2 separate regions of the Rattus norvegicus genome follow, and region 2 is linked to region 1. A link is a contact called in public Hi-C data. All regions are on one chromosome and are shown on one strand. The core of a region is the stretch at or near the end of the contact, and the rest is flanking DNA. Distances in the headings are between cores, read along the strand shown.

Evidence for each region. Hi-C and Micro-C count contacts between places; a contact is called where the count stands out from the background.
Region 2: a contact with region 1 is called in a Hi-C map of liver, with 2.9 times the contacts expected there. The contact joins the promoter of Atp5pb here to the promoter of Ddx20 in region 1. A contact is called at or near these places in 3 of 12 Hi-C or Micro-C datasets (kidney, liver and mammary epithelial cells).

The regions. Positions count from the first base shown.
Region 1 is chr2:195,850,962-195,857,794 of GRCr8, reverse strand. Ddx20 (DEAD-box helicase 20) reads left to right here and starts at 2,699. Exons shown (of 11, transcript NM_001191711.1): 1 at 2,699-2,999; 2 at 3,389-3,483; 3 at 5,121-5,289; 4 at 5,848-5,962; 5 at 6,081-6,223; 6 at 6,348-6,486; 7 at 6,581-6,639. The coding sequence starts at 2,699.
Region 2 is chr2:196,121,282-196,128,114 of GRCr8, reverse strand. Atp5pb (ATP synthase peripheral stalk-membrane subunit b) reads left to right here and starts at 4,378. Exons shown (of 7, transcript NM_134365.2): 1 at 4,378-4,557; 2 at 4,808-4,844. The coding sequence starts at 4,518. Wdr77 (WD repeat domain 77) reads right to left here and starts at 4,233. Exons shown (of 10, transcript NM_001008771.3): 1 at 4,023-4,233; 2 at 3,582-3,767; 3 at 833-974; 4 at 560-609. The coding sequence starts at 4,137.

The sequences.
Region 1 (6,833 bases), core at 1,450-3,949:
AGAGAGAGAGAGAGAGGATCACTTGCAGGAGTCAATTCTATCCTTCCACCATGTGGATTTCTTGAGTAGTCAGGCTTAGAAGCATGCACCTTTATCTCACGAGCCATCTTCCATAATTTTGTAAAATTTTAAAAGCCATGTTTTTAAAAAGTTGTGGTCAAATCACTTACCAAGTTTAGTATCTTGGTCATTTTTAAGTGTACAGTTCCAATGTTAACTTACATTGATGAGAAACAATATTTTTGTCTTGCAAATCTCAAACTCTGAACCCATTAAATAACTCTTTGCTTTTCTTCCTACTTTTAACAACCATTCTATTTTCTACATCTATAAATCTGATTCACTCAACAGCCTCACATAAGACAAGGGTGCGTAGAGTAGTTCTCCTCTAACTGGCTAACTTATTTGGCAGAAGGTCCTCAAGGTTTATCCATAGCATTTGCCTGAATTTCCTTCCTTTATAAAGCTGCTTACTACCCCACTGTAACTTCCACTCTATTTATCAGTTCATCACCTTAAAAAGCTTGTTTCTGATGATTCTATAAACCTACGTGGGACAATACCTTGAAAAGAGAAAGGAAATATAACGGTTAATATTAACCATCCACTTGACAGGATCGAGAGTGTCCTGGAGGAGGGCCCTTGAGCTGCCCTTGGGTGATTGTCTCTCTTGGGTCGATTGATGTGGGAAGACATCCTACGTGGGCAGGACCATTCTCTGGTATGGGATCCTGGCATGTATAAACTGAAGAAAGCGGCTTCACACTAGCAAACACTCACTGTCTTCTGCTTCCTGAAAGTAGATGTAACGTGACCAGCTGCTTCAAGTTCCTACTGCCTTCACTCTCCCACCATAAAGGACTATATCTTGAACCATGGTGCAGAAAACCAAAAACAAAACCCTTTTCCCTAAAGTGGCTTTTGTCACCGTATCAGGAAAAGAAACTAAGAGAGGAAGAAAGAAGTGAGGAATGAGTTTTATTCTTTAACTGGGAATGTGGTTAAACAGTAAAGTTAGTATGCCAACATCATGGGTTTAACTCTTAGGAAAAAGAAAGAGGAAAGAAGTCATTTCCATGGCTCTGAGGTTTGTGGTCTGGACAGAAAAGATTCTGGATAGGGAGGCCAATCTAGAAGGGTTTTGCAATAGTTAGGATGACCAAAAGACCAAGGTAGATACTATGGAGATTGAAAAGGAGTGGATGAAACATTTGGAGACAAAAGAGGGTGAGGGCAAAGCAAAAAGGATTTCTCAGATTTGTCATTTGTGGATTAGGTGTGTGACAGATGTGGGTAACTAAGAGGAACCTTGAGATCTTTAGTTCTTCATGCGGATAGAGGATGCTTGCTTAGTGCTTTGTTAATTTCTAAGCATCAGCATCTGTCTTAATGTTTCCATTGCTGTAAACAGACACCATAACCAAGGCAACTTTTTAAAGGACATTTACTGGGGTTGGTTTACAGGTTCTGAGGCTCAGTCCATCATCATCAATGAGAAAAGTAATAGATATGCTTAAATTTGGAAGCCTAACTAAAGCTTTGTTCTAAGAGTTCTTTCAAAAAACAGTATTGTTTAGTAACGTGTCAGATTATGTTTCTCGTACCAGACAGAAGAGAACAAATCAGAACAGCTTTCTGTCCTCGTGGAAAGTGGGGGAGACAATAAACATAGGTAGTTATCATGAAGAAACTGACAGGTATGGTGGCACACACCTGTCATCTCAGTATTTGAAAAGTTGAGCCAGGAGGATTTCCAATGTGAGGCCAGCCTGAGCGGGCATAGGGAGACTCTGATTTAGAAAACAAACCCACCAACTATGCTAACCAAACCAAATAATCAAACATGGGGTTAGTGGTGGGAATAATGGGAAAGGCCAAGAAGCAGTCAGGATGGAAGCGACTTAAGATTTCAAGAAAGGCCTCTGTGACAGGGTAGGACATGAACGGGTCTAGAGGAAGGGTAAATGGTGTGCTAGTTGCCCACCCGAGAACGGAAGAAGGGCACACAAAAGATCCGTTGAACCCGAGACGTCTATTAGCCTAGGGTTTCGAGCGAGCGATCAAGCAGACCCTAGGGGTTGGCATCCAGTTCAGGCTTCCACTTAAATACTAGGCGACTCCGGTCACGCGCTCCGCACTGTGCTAAGCGCCGGGGGCACCTACATGACAGGGCTGTGCTGGCGTGGTAAAAGCCGTCGTTTCCGGGCGCTGTCTGAGACCACAGAGACCATGAGAAAGGTTATGGAGAGCGAAGACGGCCTGGCTTACAGTCGAGCTCGACCCAGGGAGCCGACTCCAGCCCGGGCGGCGACCGACTCGCGAGCTGCGTCACAAAGCACCTAGTGGACGCTCGATTCTGGAGCAGCGCGGCGCGGCCTGTCCCTCAGAGCCGCAGGAGGTGGGCGGCGCGCCCACCAAGGGCACGCGACGCGCCCACCAAGGGCACGCGACGCCCTCTGCAGGCCGCGGGCGGCAACACACTGGTAGCCTAATCTTCCCTCGCTCTTCCCGCTTCTTCCTCAGGCTACATTTTTTTTTTCTCCCGCTAGAGTATCAGCCTCCGACTTCCGTTCTTCCCCTCCACTTCCAGGTGTGTCCGTGTCTTCTCGGGGAAACAGCCAATAAAGTTTTTCTCCTTCTCGCTCCCAGGGGCCCCGCCTCAACTGTAAATATCGCGAGATCTGGAGGCGCGGCTACCATGGCGGCGGCGTTTGAAGCTCTACCGGCCTCGACAACCTCCGAATCCGCTATGGCGGCGGAGCTTGAGGCCGCACCGGTTCCGGCTGCGGAGCCAACTCCCGCCTCCCCGTGGAACCTGCGGACCGCTCACGACATCGGCGGGCCGCGCACACGTACCGGGGACGTGGTGCTGGCGGAGCCTGCGGACTTCGAGTCGTTGCTGCTGTCGCGGCCCGTGCTGGAGGGGCTGCGGGCGGCCGGCTTCGAGAGGCCCTCTCCCGTGCAGCTCAAGGCCATCCCGCTGGGGCGCTGCGGGCTTGGTGAGGACCAGGGCCAGCCGGAGGCAGGGTGGCGGCGTGGCCCCAGAGAGCTCCCGGTCCGCGCCATTGCAGGGCTCAGGCCAGGCTGTAGGCGCGCAATTGAATTTGAAGATGCTTAAGACTTTCTGTTTCTAGCCTGGAGTCCAAGTTGGAGAAGATCAGCGGTAGAGATTCAGGGGGCAAGGGGTTAGGAGAAATAGCTCGGTGGTTAAGAGATTGAGGTATCAAGCACGCCTCCTGCACGTCTGAGAGTCAACTAAAATACAGGTGGCAACTAGGTGCTCATAGGAAAGAACCTGTTCGTTCTCTTTTCCCGTATTTGGTATCTGGTATCTGGTGGCTTCAGTGAATCTCGGTAATGATACATATATAATTCTTTTCTTCCTCAGATTTAATTGTTCAAGCTAAATCTGGCACTGGAAAAACTTGTGTATTCTCCACCATTGCTCTGGACTCCCTTATTCTTGAAAACTATAGTACTCAGGTGAGTTTAACTCAGGATCCAGAAGAGTGTGTGTAGCACGTGGACTCTATTGAGAGTTATGAAAAACTAGTAGCTCCTACAGATGGTGAGTTTTATTATGAACGGGAACCAAAGCACATGAAAGTTACAGAAGTAATCGAGGTGGTAACCTTGGTGAGTTGTGGCCAAGAATATCATTATTAGTATTTTAAACTTGTAATTTTCTGTAATAAGTACATCTTGACTATTTGTCAATTGGAATCATTACATAATTAAAAATTCTGTTACTGACTGGATTGGGGTTAGACATAGAAGGTAGAAGTTCTGGATTATATGCTATGCTAGGGCAGAAATTTCAGATGATTCTCAAAGCCTTGCGAGTGTGTTGTATTGATCTCTCATTTTCTAGGTTGCCTCTGATGGTTTTAGGATTATTTTACTCAAATTAGTAGATTTGGGTTGGGGGGGTTGTTCATTAAAAAGCTTTGTTCGGCCAGTGTTACATATGAATGGTATCCTAGGCACTAGGGGTTAAGCAGCGAATTAGATGTGATCCTAACACTGTCTGGAGTGTTGTAGTGATGGCTGACTTCATTTAAGTTCAAGAGTGGCTTTTATGATTATGGATCTTCAATAATAGTTCCTTTAAACCCAGGATTCTTGTATTTGTTGTCTAGTATCTGAGTTCTATATACACCAAATCCTGAGGGATACTGAGTATACTTTTTAAGGACATTGGCTAGTCTGTTTGCAAATTAGAGTGTGTTTGCAAGTTTTGGCTTTGTGGTAGTTGGCAGCAGATGAAATTCCAAAGTTGAGTAAATTTCATGTTTTTAATTAGGGTCTTTATATTGTTAAAATAATGAGTGGCTCTGTGTGTGTGTGTGTGTGTGTGTGTGTGTGTAACAAAGTAATAGTACATAATATTTTATAATTGGGAAAAATCAGAATTAAGAAAAAGAGAATAAAGTACCAAAACCCCAAATCTATCATGTATACCTAGAGTTAAGGGACTTTTTAAAAAGTCTTATTCCTATTTTTTCCTTTTAAGCAGTATGTTATTTCCAATAGTTACCTTGCAGAAGTACACAGGCCTTCCTGCTGTTCTTCATGTGTATCTTACTACCTTTGAGTTTGCTTTTTCTCTCCTGAAGCATTAGTGTGTTCCATAACTAGCTCTATGCTGGATATTGAGGTTTCTTCTCAAATGTTATTTCCTTATGGGGCTCTTAAAACCTTTTTGTTTGAGGCAGGCTTGTCCTAGCTGGTCTGAAATCTGGAACATAGACCGGTTTTCAACTTGAGGCAGTCCTATTTCTGCTTCCAAGTAGTAGAATCACCTGTGCATACCAACACTCCTATATATATATTTATTTGTTTGTTTTGTTTTGTTTTTGAGGCAGGTTTCTCTGTATAATAGCTCTGGCTGCCCTGGAACCTACCTTTGTAGTTCAGCCTGGCCTGGGACTCAGAGATCCAAAGTGCCTCTGCTTCTCAGGTCCTGGGATTAAAGGCATGTACCACCACCCTTAATAGTTGTTAACTGAATAAATACATGGGATATTTTCTTTTGTCTTAAAATGAAAAGTAGAACATCACAATGATTGCATCACTCAAATGTATTCCTCTGACTTGTTAAAATATTGTTTTCTGATTAGATTTTGATATTGGCTCCCACAAGAGAAATTGCTGTTCAGATACATTCTGTTATCACAGCCATTGGAATAAAAATGGAAGGATTAGAATGTCATGTCTTTATTGGAGGGACTCCATTATCGCAAGATAAAACCAGACTTAAAAAGTGTCATATTGCTGTTGGCTCTCCTGGTAAGTCATTAATAGCTGTTGGTAGCTAATGCTCTTGAAGGATAGAACAGTGAACATGGCAATAGCAAATGGGCGTCTTTGGTGATGGGAATCATTACCTTCAGCATAATGGGGAGCATTAGACCAGTGAGACACATGGCTGGGTTATCAACAGGACCTACTCATCTCTATTCAAAAGAGTGTGGGAGAAGACACATGGGTAGGCTTCTGAGACCTGAAGTGACTTTAGGAAGCCTGTTTAAGCCATGGATTGAAGTTTCTTTTGTTATTCCCTCTGGTAATCTGCTCATAAACCACTCAGAATCAGAATCTAGGATCCAAGCATTTTGATAGCAGTCATGTTTATTTTCCATGTTTGTTGTGATGACAAGTGAGGGGAAAAGAATGGGTTCAAACAAGATGAGAATTTAAGATTACTAAGATCATGAGGGGTATGTGACTACACTGAGGATACTGAGCAGTGTAACCTGTGGATAAATAGAGTAAAGCACTCCTGAGGTTTGTACAGACTTGATATGTCATAAATATTTCAGGTTTTGTTGTTTTCCTGCCATATAGGTAGAATTAAACAGCTCATAGAACTTGACTACCTGAATCCAGGCAGTATCCGTCTCTTTATTCTTGATGAAGCAGATAAGCTTTTAGAAGAAGGCAGTTTCCAGGAGCAAATAAAGTAAGAAAACTAACCTGAATACAAAAACGCTGTACCGAAGCATCTGTCTTTAGCTTTTCCAGGGAGTGTTTGCTGTCTGCATAATTTTCACGGTATGTGTTTTCCTATATTTTAACAGTTGGATTTACTCCTCTTTGCCTGCCAGTAAACAAATGTTGGCAGTGTCTGCTACTTACCCTGAAATTTTGGCTAATGCTTTGACAAGGTATATGAGAGATCCCACTTTTGTAAGATTGAATCCCAGTGATCCAAGTCTGATAGGTATGTATAGATTCTACATTATCAGTTTGTGATGTTCTAGAGCTTTCCCTTGTCTAATTGGCTAGTTGTTACTGGAATTTACCAGATGTATTTGTTTTAACTGGGACTCTTGACTTCTTTGTAGGTTTGAAGCAGTACTACCAAGTTGTCAACTCTTACCCTTTGGCTCATAAGATTTTTGAGGAAAAGACTCAGCACTTACAGGAACTTTTTAGTAAAATCCCATTTAATCAAGCCTTGGTGTTTTCTAATTTGCATAGCAGGTAATATAACTTAGTTTAGGGAACTTAAAAAAACTAAAGAATAGGCATGGGGCAGTAGTTGAAAGTTGTAAACCTTTTTCTTTTTTTTTTGTAGAGCTCAACACTTGGCTGATATCCTCTCTTCTAAAGGTTTTCCTACTGAATGCATTTCAGGCAAGTTCAGCGCTTTGTTTTTGTTTAATATATTACCTTGAAGCCTTCCATGTCAAGAGAGAAAAAACATGAGTGTGTGAAGTCAGTCTACTATTTTCTTTGTGTGTGCGTGTTTGTGTGTGTGTTTTGTTTTGAAGGAGTAACTTGGTGTATAGTAACAACTTAGAAAAATCAGGGATCTGAAAAAATTTTAA
Region 2 (6,833 bases), core at 3,129-5,628, 270 kb before region 1:
CTACGGTTTGATGGGAATGGCTCTGATAGGCTCATCTATTGAAAATGTTTGGCTCCCATTTGGTGGACTATTTTAGGAAGAATTTCAGGGTGTGGCCATGTGGGGGGGAGTATACTGGCCATGGACTTTGAGGTTTCAAAAGCCCACACCAAGCCCAGTCTTGCTATCCTTTTCCACATGCTTATGAATTACAATGTAAGCACTTAGCTACTGCTCCAGCTCTAGGCTCTGCCTACTGCCTCATGCCCTTTCATGACAGTCATAAACCCTGTGAAACTGTAAGCAAGCCCTCAAATGTTTTTCCTATAAGTAACCTGGATCAGTGTTATTTCACAGCAATAGATCAGGACAAAGACACCCATATAGTCAAAAGGCTGTGAAACGGAAACAGGAGCATAGGGATATGGACAGGGCGCAGATAATGAAACCTGACTGTGGTTTAGGGGTAAGGCGAGGCCAATCAAAAGAAACCAGATTGGCTATTATTATTATCCAGACACAGTTCAAATACCCCAAAGGGGAAAACAAAAGTTAACCGTAGGCAGGACTGAATACTTACCTCGGTATGAATTCAGCGACATCTGCTGAGCCAGGTCCCAAATTTTGATGCTACAATGCAAAAAATAGGAATATTGACTTGCAGTATCAACATTAAAATGTACTCAAACAACATGTCCCACATCTGTTTCCTAGACTCCTACTGTTTTATTTTCAATGCACTACCAAACTCCCTAGACTACAAACAGCCCAAAGCATTACGTAGTAAAATTAACAGGATAGTAAGGATATCCACAGGAAGCCTAGAGTTAGAAGCAATGAAAGCAGGACTCACCAGAAGTCTTTGCTACCACTGACAGCCTGTGTGCCGGAGCTCAGGACAGTGACAGTAGACACAATGTCATCATGCTCATACTTGCAGAACTTGCTGACAATAAGTGTCTCGTTCTCATCTAGCTCCCACAATTCAACAGCACCTGTTGGGGATAGGGTAGGGTGAGGTGTAGGCAGGGGAAGCAGGAGCCTGGGTCATACCAAGGAGGAATGCCTGCCCAGGACACAAGCAGGAATTGTCACCCAGCTAAAAGAAACTCGCTTGTGTAAAAGCAAAGTTCAAATCACTAAAGGGGTTAGCTAAGTTCCAGGCCATCTGGTTTTATGTTACCCTGCTGTTTTCTTAACAGGCCAGATGCCTGTGTGAGGAAAACCCCTAGAGATAGGGAAGTAGATGTATAAAATCAATGAGTCTGCTTCCAGAGAGCAGATACTGGGGAATGGTTCCCAGGGAGACAAAGATAAAGTCTTAAATAACAGTTCAGTGAAAATTTCTCTTTCCAGTTATGCAGACACTAGTATTTGATTGGACTGCTTGAATAAAATGCCTTGCAATATTTTCAAGATTTAGTTTATGTATATGATCACACCAGATCATATACTGACACACCAGAAGAGGGCATCAGATCCCATTACAAAAGGTTGTGACCCATCATGTAGTTACTGGGAACTGAACTCATGACCACTGGAAGAGCATCCAGTGTTCTTCACTGCTGAGCCATCTTTCTAGGCCCGCCTTGCAATATTCTAAGGTTCAACTGTCAGGAAGGCTCAAGCACTAACCATCTATTTTTCAATTTCCATGCTCTACTTAACAACTTAAGAATGAGTGTGAGACAGTGAGAATGGCTAAGATCAAAACCTCAGGTGACAGCATATGCTGGCGAGGATGTGGAGAAAGAGGAACACTCCTCCATTGTTGGTGGGATTGCAGACTGGTACAACCATTCTGGAAATCAGTCTGGAGGTTCCTCAGAAAATTGGACATTGAACTGCCTGAGGACCCAGCTATACCTCTCTTGGGCATATACCCAAAAGATGCCCCAACATATAAAAGACACGTGCTCCACTATGTTCATAGCAGCCTTATTTATAATAGCCAGAAGCTGGAAAGAACCCAGATGCCCTTCAACAGAGGAATGGATACAGAAAATGTGGTACATCTACACAATGGAATATTACTCAGCTATCAAAAACAACGGCTTTATGCAATTCATAGGCAAATGGTTGGAACTGGAAAATATCATCCTGAGTGAGGTAACCCAATCACAGAAAAACACACATGGTATGCACTCATTGATAAGTGGCTATTAGCCCAAATGCTTAAATTACCCTAGATGCACAGAACACGAAACTCCAGAAGGATGACCAAAATGCAAATGCTTCACTCCTTCTTTAAAAGGGGAACAAGAATACCCTTGGGAGGGAATAGGGAGGCAAAGTTTAGAACAGAGGCAGAAGGAACACCCATTCAGAGCCTGCCCCACATGTGGCCCATACATATACAGCTACCCAATTAGACAAGACGGATGAAGAAAAGGAGTGCAGGCCGACAGGAACCAGATGTAGATCTCTCCTGAGAGACACAACCAGAATACAGCAAATACAGAGGCGAATGCCAGCAGCAAACCACTGAACTAAGAACAGGACCCCTGTTGAAGGAATCAGAGAAAGGACTGGAAGAGCTTGAAGGGGCTGGAGACCCCATATGAACAACAATGCCAACCAACCAGAGCTTCTAGGGACTAAGCCACTACACAAAGACTATACATGGACTGACCCTGGACTCTAACCTCATAGGTAGCAATGAATAGCCTAGTAAGAGCACCAGTGGAAGGGGAAGCCCTTGGTCCTGCTAAGACTGGAGTTACAAATGGTTATTAGTGGAATGTGGATGCTGGGTGTCCAACTGTGTCCCTCTGGAAAAGCAGTCAACACTTATAACCACCGGGCCATGTGTCCAGACCCAGAATAAATCTTTCTATTGTCATCTTTGAGACAGGGTTTCCCTGTGTACCTTTGGCTGGCCTAGAAGTAGATATGTATAACACGCCAGCCTCCAACTCAGAGCTCTGCCTGCTTCTGCTGGGATTAAAGGCAGCACCTACACCCAGCTCCCACCAACTTATAAATTCTGATTTTCCTTAATATAATGCTAATTCTGAGAATTTCATACTTACATGCAATGTAGTTTGACTATATTCATCCTTAACTTGTCCAAGATTTACCCTCCATCTCCTCCCAACTTCAATTTTTTTTTCTTTTTAAAGCCAATGCCTACATTGCTCAGCCTGACACTAAGTGGAAGTAAGGACTGTCCAGTGATAGAGCAGTTGCCTAGCAGGATGGTTCAATTCACAGCACACACACAAAGCAGCAAAAGAAAATAGGTAGCCAGGCATGGTGAAACACGTCTTTAATCCTAGCACAGGAGAGGAAGATGTCTGCGAGTTCAAGGCCAGCCTGCTCTACTTAGTTTCTGGGACAGCCAGGACATGGTGAAGCCCTGCTTCTAAATAAGAAGAAAATAGATAGGTAGCACCGACTGTCTTCAGCAGCACCTCTTAAATCAACATTCTCTATGGTCTAGGTTGGCCAGGGGACCAGAGAAGATTGCAATCTATTTCCTAATTTTTTGTGTGTGAGTTGATTGGCCACCTAGCAGTTTAAAACCTTAGGGGTAAAACAATACCTTTTCCCACCCTAACCTGTACCCAACTCTTCAATTCCAGGGGAGAGAGGTGACTCACCTGAATCAGAAGCCACTAAGATACCTTTGTCCCCAACCCAAGTGAGGTCAGCTACTCCAGCCTCCGTCTGGACGCCAGCAGAGCAGAAACCTTCGTTGGGGGCCGCACTAGGATCCTTGAAAAACCACAGAGATCCTGCCCAGCAGCGACCACTCAGACTGGAAGCCCCGAGCAGAAGGGAACCATCTAGGGTGGGGAAAGCAAAGTTACAAGGTGTCAGATGGATGGCCTGGCTTGTTTCTATGGTAACCTCACAGAACCCGCGGCGGGATGAGTCTGGATCTGAGATCAGATTTGTGGAACAGAGCTGGGGCACCGCCGGGATGCCAAATATGGATCGGGAGGGCACAAGGCGCTAGGAGGACTTGGGAGGGTCAGAAGCGGGAGAGGGTACCCGTCACTGGGTAAAGGGGGACTTCCAGGCCCGGGATCTCGGCTCACCAGAGCGGTACCGTGCAGCTTCCAACTGCCGTTCCATGCAGGCGGGCGCATTGGGGGGCAGGTTCCACTCGCGGGCCGCCGGGGGCACGAGCGGAGGTGGGCTTTCCTTCCGCATCTCCACGATTCCAAATCTAACCTAGACCCAAACTAGACGAGATCCTGACTGCGCTGGAGGAACACCACACGTGGTGCACCTCTGCGCATCCGCCCCTCTCCAGGGATTCGCTCTACATCTCGCGAGAGTTGTGTCTACACTTCCAGCTCGCTTTTCCGTCTGCTATACCCGCAACGGGATCTTCGGACTTTTTTTTTTTTTTTCCCGCCCCTTTTCCTCTTCTCGCGATAGGGGGAGGGGGAAAAAAATCAGCACTTCCGAGAGAAAGTGTGCAGATCTCTTCTCGCGAGATATGTGAGCGGCCATCTTGTTCCTGCCCCTGAGTGTCTCGGGTCGGGGTCACAGGGACATCGGTACCGCTGTCTGGATCTTCGCAGACAATGCTGTCCCGGGTGGTACTTTCTGCCGCCGCCACAGCGGGTAAGAGATGTAAACCCGAAGCTGGCATATCAGGATGACTGGGAAGAAGCTAGGTCAGGAGGGCGGAAAGTGCGTAAAGAAAGGACTGCAGTGTTTGGGCCTGATCCGAAGAGTTCCCTGACAGTGTAGGATTTCGGAGGACCTCTGAGAAGGATGCAGGGGCCGTAGTGATCGCGACTCACCGAGACCGAGGAAGGTAGAAAATGGATTTCTCCTTGACTTTGCTAACCTACGTCTTGTGTGTTTGCAGCCCCGTGTCTGAAGAACGCGGCCGTCCTGGGTCCAGGGTAAGTGTCACCACATTTTATTCTCTTAACATTTCTTACCGTTAAGCCAGAAATTACTGTTTTCCTTCACTTTAGCAAGCTTACATCCCCATTCAGACATTCGTTCTTCTACTTGCCTTGAACGTGATCCTATCCCTCCTCTGACAAACCCCGAAGAGGCTAAATCTCACCCCTCACCATGACCTTCAGCAGCACACAAGTTACTAGATTACACCCAAGGACAGATCTGGTTAAATATAGCAAAATAAAACATGTTGTTTTGGGTGTCTTCCAGATTCCCATCTTTTATTAACCATATCAGGAGTCCGAAATCATTTATTGCTTCGTAAATACTTGTCTTGATAATCACATAAAGTGACAGTGGAGAACGAACACCTTCGTGGAGCTCACAACAACCATAGTCCTAGAGACAGCTGCAAAGTAGCAGTTTACAGGCCCCAGAGGTAGAGCTGAGGACACCTGGTTCCCCAACTTAGCTGTGACACCTCACTTAGAGGCATATGGGTTATGAGATATGACTTAATTCAGAAAGCTAAAGTTCAGATAACTTGGTAGTGTGTGTGTGCGCGCGCGTGTGTGTGCCTGCTTAGAAATGGTGCTGTTGCTGTTACACCTCTTTTCCTAAAGCATGCAGGGTGTGTGCGTTTCTTTACTCCTAAATGTCATCATGAAGTCTTCAAGGTTTAATAACTACAAAGTGCTTTGTGTGTGCAAAAAAGTAAGGCCATAATTGATCGCTTTCAACAAATCATAGAAAAATGACTCCATACAGTGCACCTCTTTGAGTGATTCTCAGCACTGCCAAAACAAAAATGGTGATACATTAAGTGAATTAGATGAAGAAAATGCAAGGAGGAGCACCCTTCATTTCTGTCACCCTCCATTCTCTGATCTGTCAGTAAGATTCTGCTCCCATGATGATGCTTTGACTCTTGACTACTACCCTCACTGTGGCATGAGCAGCTTTGAAATGGACAGTTTCATTAGGCTTTTAGTCTTGACATCTGTTCTCATTCCAATACAGTCCATTCCCAATGTAGCAGAGAGTTATGGCAGTTCCCCACTTAAAGTCTTAATTCATATCCCTGTTGAAATAAAATCTAAACGTAGCAAAACCAAGAAAACTCAACCTAAATTAACCTCATCTACTCTTGGGTCTTTCTCATCCTTCCACATGGCTTTATGTACCTATCATGCCAGTCCTGCTATTTCCACAAAGAAAGTTAAGCTTTTTTTTTTTTTAATAATTTTATTTTTATTTACGTGCGTGTGTGTGTGCGTGCGCGTGTGATGGCAGAGGCAGAAAAAAAAGGTATTAGATCTGGAACTAGAGTTAGAGGTGGTTGTAAGCAACCCAGCATAGGTTCTGGGAACCAAATTCTGGTCCTGTGGAAGAACAGTAAGCACTCTTGACCATCTTTGAGCCCTAAGATCTTTGTCATTCAGCTTGTTCTCAAGAGATGTGAATAGTTCATGTGAGTATAGATGAAGCACTAAGGAAAAACAAAGTACAAATTTTACAGGGACTGGACCTGCTGCACTGTCATGTTTCTGTAGACAGAAGAGCGCCTGCTGAAGAGTTTTCCAGTCAGATCACAGTTTAGAAGCATTGGCAGTAGTGTGAAAGAGCTCCATGTTAGGAATGTCTGATAAGATGACCTTGGCAAAGTTCCGAAATCCTCTTGCGGTATGGTTTGAACAAGTAGGATTCAGCCTTCAGCTGATTTCCCAGGTGACATTTGACTGTCTGAAAATGTTTAGGGTTGCCACCATTCAGCAAGTATATGGATTCTTCTAAACATGCACAGAGGAGCAAAGGATTGTGCAGTCTTAGTCAGGTTAAGCTGAGAAGCCCTAATTTAAATGGAAGGCTCTCTACCGCGGTTCTTCAGTTTTGAAGCTTGGTGGGGTCACTGATGTTTTAGAGACATAAAATGATACTCAAAGAGGGCATAGGACTGAGGGGTAGCTCAGTGATAGAACGTTTGC